Regions from separate parts of the Mus musculus genome. Here regions 1 and 2 are each linked to region 3. The links are chromatin contacts, called in public HiChIP or PLAC-seq and promoter capture Hi-C maps. All regions are on one chromosome and are shown on one strand. The core of a region is the stretch at or near the end of the contact, and the rest is flanking DNA. Distances in the headings are between cores, read along the strand shown.

Evidence for each region. Promoter capture Hi-C pulls out the DNA fragments that hold promoters and counts their contacts. HiChIP or PLAC-seq counts read pairs in DNA pulled down with a chosen protein or histone mark.
Region 1: a promoter capture Hi-C map of embryonic stem cells shows a contact between it and region 3, with 12 times the contacts expected there. The contact joins the promoter of Rap1gap2 here to the promoter of Ctns in region 3. A contact is called at or near these places in 5 of 39 promoter capture datasets (cranial neural crest, embryonic stem cells, frontonasal cranial neural crest and 2 more), 1 of 484 Hi-C or Micro-C datasets (bone marrow-derived macrophages) and 3 of 115 datasets of contacts at active chromatin or transcription factors (embryonic stem cells and stem cell-derived neural progenitor cells).
Region 2: an H3K27ac HiChIP or PLAC-seq map of the NIH/3T3 cell line shows a contact between it and region 3, with 11 times the contacts expected there. The contact joins the enhancer-like site here to the promoter of Ctns in region 3. A contact is called at or near these places in 5 of 39 promoter capture datasets (the 3T3-L1 cell line, embryonic stem cells and hippocampal neurons), 5 of 484 Hi-C or Micro-C datasets (bone marrow-derived macrophages, cortical neurons, embryonic stem cells and 2 more), 13 of 115 datasets of contacts at active chromatin or transcription factors (the NIH/3T3 cell line, astrocytes, bone marrow-derived macrophages and 6 more) and 2 of 9 other capture datasets (embryonic stem cells and macrophages).

Annotation. Positions count from the first base shown.
Region 1 is chr11:74,588,635-74,592,549 of GRCm38.p6, forward strand. It overlaps Rap1gap2 (RAP1 GTPase activating protein 2), which reads right to left and starts at 1,552. Exons shown (of 25, transcript NM_001015046.3): 1 at 1,326-1,552.
Region 2 is chr11:74,523,973-74,528,068 of GRCm38.p6, forward strand. All of the region lies in intron 2 of Rap1gap2 (RAP1 GTPase activating protein 2), which reads right to left. Among named protein-coding and RNA genes, the nearest start is that of Rap1gap2, 64 kb to the right of the region's middle. Within about 2 kb of position 2,724, at least 36 of the 459 cell types and tissues checked have an H3K27ac peak or open chromatin away from gene starts, as enhancers often do. A contact at or near this core is called in the NIH/3T3 cell line, cortical neurons, forebrain and 2 more, where this site is marked.
Region 3 is chr11:73,197,575-73,201,349 of GRCm38.p6, forward strand. Ctns (cystinosis, nephropathic) reads right to left here and starts at 1,445. Exons shown (of 11, transcript NM_031251.4): 1 at 1,344-1,445. It overlaps Shpk (sedoheptulokinase), which reads left to right and starts at 1,908. Exons shown (of 7, transcript NM_029031.3): 1 at 1,908-2,106. The coding sequence starts at 1,945.

The DNA.
Region 1 (3,915 bases), core at 302-2,801, 1.4 Mb after region 3:
AAGGTGAACATCTGCCCCTGCCCCAAAACAGCGACCACAAAGGGTCTTGGCTTCAACATGCCATCCCATCCCAGGCCCCAACCTTCCCCTGCTCCTTAGCATCTAGTGAGGGAGGAGGGGCCTGAGTCAGCTTCCAGACACCTGAGCAGACACATCCAGCAGTTACCCACCCTTAGTGCTGGGCAGCCCAGAACCCTTGCTTAGAGGTAGGTGATGCACAACCTCTCCCAAGTCCTGAGGGAAATCACTGCCCAAGACCTCACAGGCCCTGAGTCACTCCCAGCCTCCAGGTAGCTGTGCAAGCTTTTCTGTTTATTCTTCGCCCACAGCAGGAGGAGCAGAGGGGATGAGAGCTTTCTTCACCAAGGGAAACTGAGACCTATGAGGCTCAAAGGATAGCATGCCCTGATACAGGTCCAGGACAATTCTAGTAATACCTTTAGAGGCGACCCTGATGGGAGCCATTCAGAGGCTGATCCATGAATTTCGAGCACAAACCCTGGTAACATGTAAATGCCCTTCAGATTCAGTAAGGGTGAAAGAAAGCTACAGCGGAAAGCAGTGTGCCCCTTACCAGCTCCCAAGTCAGACATAACAAGTATAGGCAAAACCAAAGTGCAATCTATAGAGTCCCTCTGTCCTGTAAACAGGACCCCCACCCTTGACTGTCACTGCCACACCCACCCAAGGCCTCTAGAAATGAGCATCAGGCTGCAAAGCTGGCCTTGCCCCGCAGGTCCATGAAAGTCTCTGGACCGATTACTCCAATTCTACTGCCTCTCCCTGGAACAGGCACAAGCTGGCTTGGGGACAGACAGGCTGGGGCTTCTGATCTTGCCAATAAAAACAAGTCCTCCCTCCCCAACCTAGCAGCCTAGCTTCAGCATCCTCTTGGGGTTCCTGGCTTCTTTCCTTTACTGCCACCTGTAAACACCCACGTCTGACCTCCATCTCGGTCAGCGTCTTTCACCAGACTCCAACAGGGAGCTGACCAACATCACATGCACACACACGCGCGCGCGAGCCCGCGCACACACACACACACACACACACACACACACACACACACGCCCCTCTTCATGGTGTGTATGCTGTGTCGCATCCGCGCACCCGGCAGGGATTTCTGTGGACTGTCACCCTACCTCCCAGTGAGCCCAACTGCTTGGTGCGATGGGCGCGCGGAGCTCACCGGGGCCATCAGTGCTTTGCCAACACACACATCCACTCTCACAGCATCCTCTCCAATTCCACGCTCAGTCACACCCAGGACTCGCGTCCAGATGCACGCCGGCTGTGAAATTACAACCTAGCCCAGAGCCACTGACCTTCCCACACTCCCGACGTGGACAGAATGTCAATAGTCAGTCCTGCCGGCTCACCCAACGCGCGCGCTGGTCGGCGCGGCGCCCACAGCTCTCCATCAGGACCGAGCCCCCTCCTCCTCAACGCGGGGTTCCCTCGCAGCCCGCCCAGCCGCGTGCACCGTCACCGCGGCGCGCACACGCGCACACCGGCCGGCACAAAGCTGCGCCCTGCCACCCGCCGGCGGCCGCTCGCACACCTGGCGGGCGCGCCCCCGGCCTACGGAGCGCGCACACGCAGTCTCTGCCCTAGTCCGCTAGATCCCGCACTCCCGTCCCTCGGGGCTTTTCGGAGCTGGGTCCCAGCGGCGCCCACCGCGCAGCAGCGGGAGACCGGGCTGGGTTTGGGATACGGCGGTACTAATCGTCGAACGCCCTGAGGGATGCTCGTGTCCGCGCTGTCAGGGTATTGCCCCGGGGCGGCTCCTCCTGAACAAAGGCGCAGGGTGGGGCAGGTCCTGGGGATCCCAGAGAATGAAGGGAGAAGCCCACCTGCCCGCAAAGGTTCCTGAATCATAGGGCGCACGACACTGGGGGACTGAGAAGCTGAAAGATTCCTGGATTCCTGGTGGGACTCTCCTGAAAGTGTGCTATTGGAACTTGGAAGTAGGAGATCAGGGACTGCCGAAAACCCTGACGCTGACCCCTGACTGGGACGCGACAACCTACAGCTTTGATTCATTCCCTCCGAAGACTCCATCCCATCTTCCACCAAACCAAAGATGCTCCTGAACTTGAAGATGTTGAGGGACCGATGTTCCAGACATTCTCCGTAACCCCCACAGCAGGCAGCCTCTGATGCGCCTCCATTAATGGGAAGCTCATTCCCTGGAGGCAGCACTCCGGCAGCTTAAGCCCGAAAACATCTTTTATTTGCACGGAAATCTTCCTCAGTCCTAACCGTTGGACATAGCTCATTCTGTTCTGGCCACGATGTTCTGCGTCTAGAACATACCTCACACTTACTGTTTTCTTTGCAGAGATATAGTCTTACATCGGTGTCCTGCGCTCCCCTCCCCTAGCTAACGCTCTCATCACCACGGTCTCTGTATGGCTGCCCCTTTGTGTGGTCCAAGACCTCTTTCCATGCAAGTCACTTATCTGCGTGCCCTATTTTAGACTTCTGAGCAATCTTATCGGCTTGACAAACTATCTCCATGTTTGCATACTGATGGTTGGCCTTTCACACTCCAGTGTGTGTCCTATGTCAGGCAGAACCCTTGCCTGGACCACTCTAACCCCAGAACCTGGCCCAGAGCACAGTCACAATGCTCAGTGTTAGAAGGAAGTAAGGAAGGCAGGGACGGTGGACAGACCACAGTCTGGATCCTGAAATGCTAAGTACCGGGCATTGGAGGTTCTGGCTTGGGATCCAGTAGGGGAAAGGAGCTGTCAAGTGCCCACGGAACCAACAGACAGACAGCTTTACAATAGAGAGAACATCTCCTTCCCTTTGGATCCTATCCTGAGCACTTGAACCCCAAGATTCCAGGGCTGGTCAGCAGAGACAGTTCAGGAAGTCCAAGCTAACCCTAACCACCTGAGTTTGATGCTCAGGACACACGTGGTGCAAGGAGAGAATTGAGTCCTGAATGTTGTCCTCAGAACTACTCAGGCGTGCCATGACGCACATGCATACCATTACACACACAGACACACACACCATAAATGTATGTCTTAAAGAATAATAAAATTGAAAATAAAAAACTACAACAAAAAAGAAAGAAAGAAAAAGAAAAAGATGAGTGCTTACTTTGGTCAGTGTCTGAAACAAGCCACCGAGTCAGAACCCTTCAGGAAGCCATTTGCCTTGCTCAGGTGCCTGGGTGCAGACAGGATTAGAGGCCAGCTTTGATTTTACCTTACCCCTGTCATACTATCCACAGTCATCCCTCTATCCTCCAGAAATATTACAAGCCCTCAGTCCCAGTGACTCCTGAAACCAAGTTCAGTACCAAACTCTAAATGTACTGTGTTTTCTGTGTTTTCCTATGAAGATGTCTTAGAGGCCTTTAATCCCAGCACTCAGGAGAACACAAATCTCAAGTTCAAGGCCAGCTTGGTCTACATAGTGAATTCCAGGTCAGCAGGAGTACCTAATGAGACCTTGGTGGGGGGGGGGGTGGGGGTGACTTAATAGCTTAGAGCACTGGCTGCTTTTGCAGAGAACCTCGGTTTGGTTCCCAGCACCCATGTGGGATCCATGTAACTCCAGTTCCAAGGGACCTGACCCCCTCTTCTAGCCTCCACCAGCACCAATCAAACAAACACATGGTGCATGCATATGAGGTATACTCATACACATAAAATACAAATAAATAAATGCTAATAATAACAGACCTCCCAGACTTAAAATGGCTTTAATTACAAGTTGTTGACTTTGGGATTGTGTGAAAGGAAGAAGACTTTTGGTCTTTCTCCAGGCTGGAGGTCTGCCATAGAAACTCTCCAGAGATGCTGGACAGCAGCCATGAGCTCCAACTCTCAGCTACACTTCACAAGGGTAAACAGCTGATACTACATGCACAGGGCTGCCAGCATCTTTGGAAAACAG
Region 2 (4,096 bases), core at 1,474-3,973, 1.3 Mb after region 3:
CAATTTGCCTTGTTTTTTACACAGTCTGGGGTTCAAGCAAACAGAAAATACGGGGGGGTGTGGGGGAGGACTGTATCAAAGAGCAGAGGGGGCTGCAAATGAACTCCAGTACCCTGGACTTCTGGTGAGCTCAGCTCCTAGCTACCACTAGAGCTAGGGCAGAAAGAAGCAGCCCCAAGGTGATTCCAAAATGCACCTGGTCTATTTATGAAGCATCCATTAGCAATGGCCTTGGGCCCTGGTGAGCCTCCTGAGTGGTGGGGGATCACAGATACAGCCATGGACTTCTATTTATAACCGGACAGGAGTGACCCACCCCCCAAAGCCCCACCCATGGGTTAGGCAGCTAGGCAGCTGCGAGGATTTCATCAGGGGTGACTTCAGAATCTGCCTGGGGGAAAGAATGGGAAGTGAGTGTTCTCAAATGGGGAAACAAAAATAGCTTTGGCCCAGGGTGCAGGGCCTCTGGAGCCCCTGGGAGCACTTAGCACCTCCAGGATAATTGATGGACAGCTTCAGCTACAGGGGGCAGGGAGGGTGGCCCAGCATGGGGTATATTTTATTCACGAACAGGGAAAGGTAAAATCTGAATGGAAAGTCTGCCTGCAGCTGGTGAGCAGTGTAAACAGCTCCCACCCATCCCCCACTGCCCAGGAGTTAGTTCAGGTCAAGTGCACAGCAGGTACAGAGGCATTAGAAGAAGGTGCAAAATCTCTCCACCATTATACATTCTTGTTTTGGGATTCTAGGCTCTCTCAGCTCCCCCAAAGTCCCAAGGTGGCAAAAAAAAAAAAAAAAAAAAAAACACCAAGTTTCTCCAAAACATCAGCAACTTTCTCCAAACACCAGAACGTGAGCCCTGTTTCTTTCCACCGTCACCAAGCCTGTCACCAACTCGATTCTGCCTGGCGTCACCCATAGCCCGCAGCCATGTACCCAACCCAGGAAACACAAAGGGGCAAGGAAATCAATGTCAAGTTCCTCACACCCGTCTCTTCTAGGCTTGGTGCTCTACCAACATCTATTAAACAAGATGAATCCAGTCTTGCAAGAGACAACTGAGGACAGACAAGGAAGGCTATCCTCAGTCTATCGTTATCCAACCAGGTCATTTCTAACTGCAAAGAGCTAACACACACCTCATTGCAAATAAGCCCATGTCCAACAAACACATAAAGTGTGGCCCAGACAGTTGCGTCCCAGCATTGGCCAGCCTGTGCCACCTTCTCAACCTTTAGTCTTAAGGTCGAACTGTCAATTATTTACTTCTACATTTGTGGTCCTTGCATCAGCTTGCGTTTTTACCGACATTGAAACATTGGTATCAGTGTAGTGAAAACAAGCACGCTCATTAGACCGACCTCCATACTGATCTCACTCATTCAGAAAAACAGGTGACTTGGAAGTTTCAGTCAGGCATTTGCACCAAACCAAGGCATGGTCTTTGAAAAAACCAAAAATCACAGTTTGAAAGAGAAGTGGAAAGGGGACATTTTTCACATGAGTGACTGGAAAATATTCTCAGGTCACTTTTTAGTAGACCGAGACATGGTCAAGGCCATAGGGACTAAAGATACGGAAGACAGGGGTGGTCACAGAGGGGATCTCTTTCTGGGTCCCATCCCATACCTTACCCCAGCAGTATCCTCATTTACCATCCTTAAAGCCCACAGTCCTCAAAAACAAAGTGCCAGGCAGCCGCCCCCCCCCCATATCCCCACCCCCACACCCCACCCCCGTGTAGGGGAAACTCAAAGACTGGTGGAGCCTAGGAGGAGGAATGCAAGCAAGTTAATCATGAACAGAGGACAGACAGCTGCACCGTCACGCTCAGGGCCGGACACACAGACACGCATGCCTACTCCTAAAGAAAAGGGCTTTCTGAGTCTGTAAACTGGCTGCAGAAACGCATTCACATGAAGGCCAGAAGGTAGTCAGCACGCCTGGTCTCAGAGACAGTCCCCAGCTGACAACTCCCACCTTAGGCTGGCACTGCTCTGAAACAAAGCAAATAAGAAAGATTCGGGCACCTGGAGCTTTTGAAGCCAGGGTACAGCCAGATGCAGTGCTCCTCCCTTTCTGCAGGAATAGAGTCTCCAGCTAACCTCTGCATCATCAACCCTTTAAGGAAAAGCAGCAGTTTAAAAAAAGAAGAAGAAGAAGAAGAAGAAGAAGAAGAAGAAGAAAGAAAGAAAGAAAGAAAGAAAGAAAGAAAGAAAGAAAGAAAGAAAGAAAGAAAGAAAGAAAGAAAGAAAGAAAGAAAGAAAGAAAGAAAGAAAGAAAAAACCTCAGGGACTGGAGAGATGGCTCAGCGTTTAAGAGCCTTGTCTGATGCTCCTTCCGAGGTCATGAGTTCAATTCCCAGCAACCACATTGGTGGCTCACAAACTATACTAGGATCTGATGCCCTCTTCTGGCAATCACGTGTATAGGTAGAGCACACATGTATGATAGATAGATAGATAGATAGATAGATAGATAGATAGATAGATAGATAGATAGATGATAGATAGATAGGAAAAAGATTCTAGCTTTAAAAGAAATATCTCAAACAGCATAGTACATCACCACCACACCCTTCTACTTTGAGGGACATGTATGTACACACATTCTTGGAGAAACCACTCCTCAGCCTCCCTCTGGCACCTTACACCTCACACCTGTGCCCTAGGAACCGCACTGCCTTCTTTCTTGGCAGGTATACCAGCGCCCCCTCCTGGGCAGCAACACAGTTACACTATCAGACAAGAAAAAAGAAAACTCGTGAGGGAGACAGGAAGGCAGACGGAGGGTGGGAAGAGGGAAAGACTGAGAAGGTCATTCGAGGTGGGAGAGCAGTTTCCATTTTGAAAGGAGAGAGAGGAAGAGTCTTTGCCAGCACACCAACTCTCCTCTCGACAGCTAACAGCTCCTCCCAGGGCTGGCAACAGCCCCTAAAAGGGCCCATACCCACAGTGACAGCTACAGGAAGCCATCCACAGGCAAGACGCTAAACAAGCCTTAGGAACCTTATAGGAACCGCTGCCCAACCCCATGCTCCCAGAAACACACACCCCGAAAGCAGCGGTCCTGCAGGAAGCCAGCCAACCAAGCAGAGGCCCCGCCCCAAGCCAGCTCGAATTTTTGGAAACAGGTCTAGGAAAGCGTGTGGCATTTCCGAACTCCCAGGGAAGGAAACCACACGGAGGAAACCCACGGAGCCTGCTCCAGCTGGGCATCCAGCCCTTCACATCCCTTGGGTGCCCAGAGTCTAGGGAAAGCACTCCAGGTGTGATTTCAATCAGAACTTCCCAGATATCTACTCAGGGGATCAAAAGAGTGTTTAGAAGGAAGAGAGGAATGCTTAAAATACTGCTTGAGTTTCTCAAAATACTTAAAATTCATGTTCTCTCTCTCCCTCCCTTGCAGATTTCCTGATTTTTGCTAAGCTGTGTGACTGATTTTTTTCCCCACACTGGGAACATTTGAATGAAATTCTTTGGAGTACCCAGACTCTGAGGAACGTTAGACAGTGCTTTTTTAGCATGGAGGTTTCCCAGGACTCATTCCAGGAAACAAAGAGCTTGTTTGGCCAAGTAACCTACAGTGCTACCTTTCCTCCCAGGGTCCCCTGGCCCCCATCTTAATCGTCACAAAACTCTCAGTGGCTGCTACCTGTTAAGCCCTTTGCAACCACAGAAGTCTCCACGGCTGAGGCAAGTCTCAGGGAAGCTGTCTCTCCATAATATTAGTAACATTGCTTAGCAACAACACCCTTCGAAGCAAGAACCGGCAGACTCTCCAAAAACCTTCTCTGCCTGGCTCTACAAAGAACGGAGTGGATTCTAAGACATGTATTATTTATATACTATCTCACATGCCCAGTCACAGTCTGGGCTTGACTGTCTGGGAGATGAAGAATTATACCGATGTGACTTTGTGCTTGTTTGCTTGCTGTTACTGTAACGACCTTGGTTACACATTTCTTTTAAATGCCTTATGGTGTTGTCCTTTTCAAAGGCAATCTCACATAACCTTTCCATGGCAATTCAAAACCATTCGTATCAATATCAGCTTCTATGGTAATACAGCTAGCTAGGTGCAGTTGTGGGCAGAC
Region 3 (3,775 bases), core at 195-2,694:
GAGATCTCCTGTGGCAGCTTCCCTTAGTCAGGTGTCTGAGGTAGTCCTGCTCTTGGTCCATAACCTGGAGCTTCCTCTGTGGGAAAACTGTTAATTAAGGTGGAGGTCCACCATGACTGCATAGCCCATGGGTTCGGCATAAGTGGAACTTCTCATCCTCTGACCTTGTCTGGGGAATTCGAAGCCCCAACACAGGCCTCTACCTGATGACTGTCACATAGCCTTAGCAAGATTCCTTCCTAAGGATCAATTCCCTTCCTTTTCATAAGAACCTGTTCGGTGAGCACCTGAGATTCCCGAAATGCTTCCCCATGCTAATGGGGCATTTCAGTACCTCAAGCCCTCAGCCAATGACCTTTGACTATCCTGGATGTTCCTACCTTCAGTCCCCCAAACTTTATAAGCTCGTCTTGGAGTGGTCATTCACCATACCCACTCACAGGGCTTCCAAAACCATGCCCACCACTCTTTGTCTCTGCTCCCACTGCCCCCTGTCCCCCGTGGACCTAATTGGCCATAATCCATGAGAGTGGGGAGACCCACATTCCTCAAGGGATAGTACAGATTGGACAAGGAATATGTTCCCTGGAGATGAACTATCTAGGTCCCAGGTTTCCCATTTACTTGTATGATTCTGGAATACTTATTAACCTATGTTTCTTAATGGGGAAACAGGGACAGTGGTAGTTACACCACAGGATTATAGTGAGATGAAATACAAGGCATACATTCTCAAAGGGGCTAAAATAGGCTCTGGAGGTCTGAAAAAATAGCTGTAATAATTGCTTATCTCTCTCCCAAACGTCATAATAAAAAAAAATAGAGCTTACCAGCTGTATTAAAAGTTTGAGGTGGATTGGTAAGATAACAAAAAGTTGAGAAACAATGAGGTAATGTTATTACTATTACCACCCAGGGCTCCCAGCAAGCTCTCACAGAGCATAGATTGTTATTTTCCTCAATATTATTGAAAAAGGCAAGATCCAGGTACCCTCTCATTCTCTGGGAGAATCAACACGAGCTCCTGGAATGGTCCTAGCAGAATTTACCCCCAACCCCAAGTTACCTACCTGCACATTCCTAAGCCAGATTCAGGCGGCGCCACATACTGAATAGTGCCACCAACACCAGCTGTCAGTCGGTGTCCGTGCTTTTGCTCACCAACACCCTGGCCCTAAAACCTAGAGATGTGCGGGCCTGGGTTGGGGCCAGAAGCTAGAAACCCAGGCGCTGCCCCTCTGGTAGCGTAGGTTGCCCCTCTGAGGTGCGGGGCTAATGTCTGTTGGGGTGGGTGGTGTCATACCAGAAAAGGGGGTAGCTGTCCCGGTCGCGATGGTTCTCACCTGACAGCTTCCCAGGCTTGGTGGACAGACCTCACCAAAAGCAACAATCTCGCACCAGAAACCGCTTAGGAGTGTAAGGACTCTCTGAGCTCCGCCGACTTTGTGTGAAAGAGGGGCCAGCTGTCACCTGACCTGAACCACCTGACTTGAAGCCGCGAGCCCTGTGCAAGGAGCTCTGGAAGTTGTAGTTTTCACGAATACAGGAGGATAACGCTTGGTAGGGGTGAGGGAAGGGTGGAAGGGCGGAAGAGCATAGGCACCTTGGCAGGGACAGGGGCTCGGATGTGAGGGGCGATCTAGTCTCTTGTAGGGGAAGCAGGGTTCTCGAAGTCTCTGTTGTCTCCTTGAAGCCCTGTGCTCCCTGGTGAAGACCCTGGGACCCCAGGCACTGTCCCGGAACCTCTGACCAATAGATCCCGCCTTCTGTCGTCTCTCCACCTATCACCGGAGGCCGCTGTGGGGAGCGCGTGGTGTTTGCTTTCCTCGACCAATAGAAGTGGTTAAAAGATTGACAAGGAAGCTCCGCCCCCTTACTGCCCTCCAGAGTGAAGTGTTCCCCGGCGTGCGGTTCAAGCCACCGAGCTGTGCTGTCACCACTGCCATGGCTTCGCGACCTGTCACTCTCGGTATCGACTTGGGCACCACGTCCGTGAAGGCCGCCCTATTGGAGGCTGCACCCAGCCTCCCATCCGGGTTCGTGGTGCTGGCGAGCTGCGCCCGGGCTGCGAGGGCAGAGACTGAGAGCGCGGTGGCCGGGCCCCAGGTGAGGCAGAGCCCTGGAGCTGCCGCCCCGGGACGACCCTGGGGGCATCTCGGGCAACACCTTCCCGCGAAGAAGTACCCGTGATTGCCCAGTCTGTCGGACCTCCAAGGCCTGCTGCCCTTTCCTCTAGGGCTTCAAAGCCTGCTGCAGCTCAAGCTAAGCCGTTAGATTTTGCCCAGGGAGCTTTCCCACCTGCTGGCACCGATCTTCCCGCTCTCCGGCTTTTCTGGGGCCCCTGACCATGGCGCTGGATCCCTCTACTATCCGCCCATCACTTTTTGTACTTTGCGCCGAGAGGACTTGCTTTCAAAGTGATAACCACAGGCCTGACTATCACGCTCGCCACTCATGACCCTGTGCCCTCTAGTTCAGGCATCATTTCCGACCCCACCCCCTAGGCAGGTTGTGCTCTGGAAATGAGACGTAGCGTTAGGCTTACCTCATGCCTTTGAAGTTCAAGTAAACTGATAATTTCACTTGGTTACTCAAAGAATTCCAGCCCCTGCTGAGCATCTCTGGAGGAAAGTTGTCAGAGCAGGTGGGGAGACACTGAGATAAGCTGATGAACATTTTAGAAAAGAATCAGACTGATGATTATACGCTGCAACCACTGGCTTTTGAAAACTAGAAGATAGAAAAGTACATCTCCAGGGGTCCACAGGATGGCTCAGCAGTAATAGCAATTGCTGAGTGAGCCTGGTCACCTGAATTCTACCTTCAGAACCTACCATGGAAGGAAAGAACTGACTTTTGAAAAGCTGCCCCCTGACTGCCACATGTGCCCCATGACGGGCACACATGTTTGTGTGCACACACACATACATGTATACACATATATACACACACTATATAAATATATACACATACATATTCACACATATATACACACACATATATACTATGTATGTTCACACACATACAGTATATATACACACACACATACATTCATATATATACATATACATACACACACACACACACACACATATATATATATACACACACACACACACTACACACACACACACACACACATATATATATATATATATATATACACACACACACACACACTACACACACACACACACACACACACACACACACACAAACATACCTTTAAAACAAATGCAATGAATTAAAGACAGTGGACTCTGTTGGAAGATGATGTAAGTAGGATCAGAATGGCCTCAGATTCCATTCCTATTTGTTTCCTGAAAGGGTCAGTTTATAGTCAGTGAATTCACAGATATGAATGTCAAGGTGAGAGTGTAACCTCTCACTTTTTTCTTGGCCTCAACTTGTTCTCTGATCTGAACTAGGTGGCCACTAAGGCTTCCTCCAGCCAGAAACTTGGACTGAGTGCAGTACCTCACATTTGAGCTTCATGTCTCAAATGCTCTTGCCAAGGGTCTGTATTCGGTTCTTTGGGGGTTCAGAGTCCAATTTGTGGGATCACTTCTAATTTTCCCAGAGGCCTTCACATTTAATTTGGTTGGGGCCTCAGGGCATCTTAGAATGACTATTTGACTTCATGAATTACGACATGGAGAAGTTGGCTCTGATCCTGGGGAAGTGAGGAGCTGGGCCAAGGATTATAGTACAGTGGGTTCAGGCATTGCCCTTTTCTTGTGAAATTGATCTCTCTCCACCCCCACCCCCTGCCTCT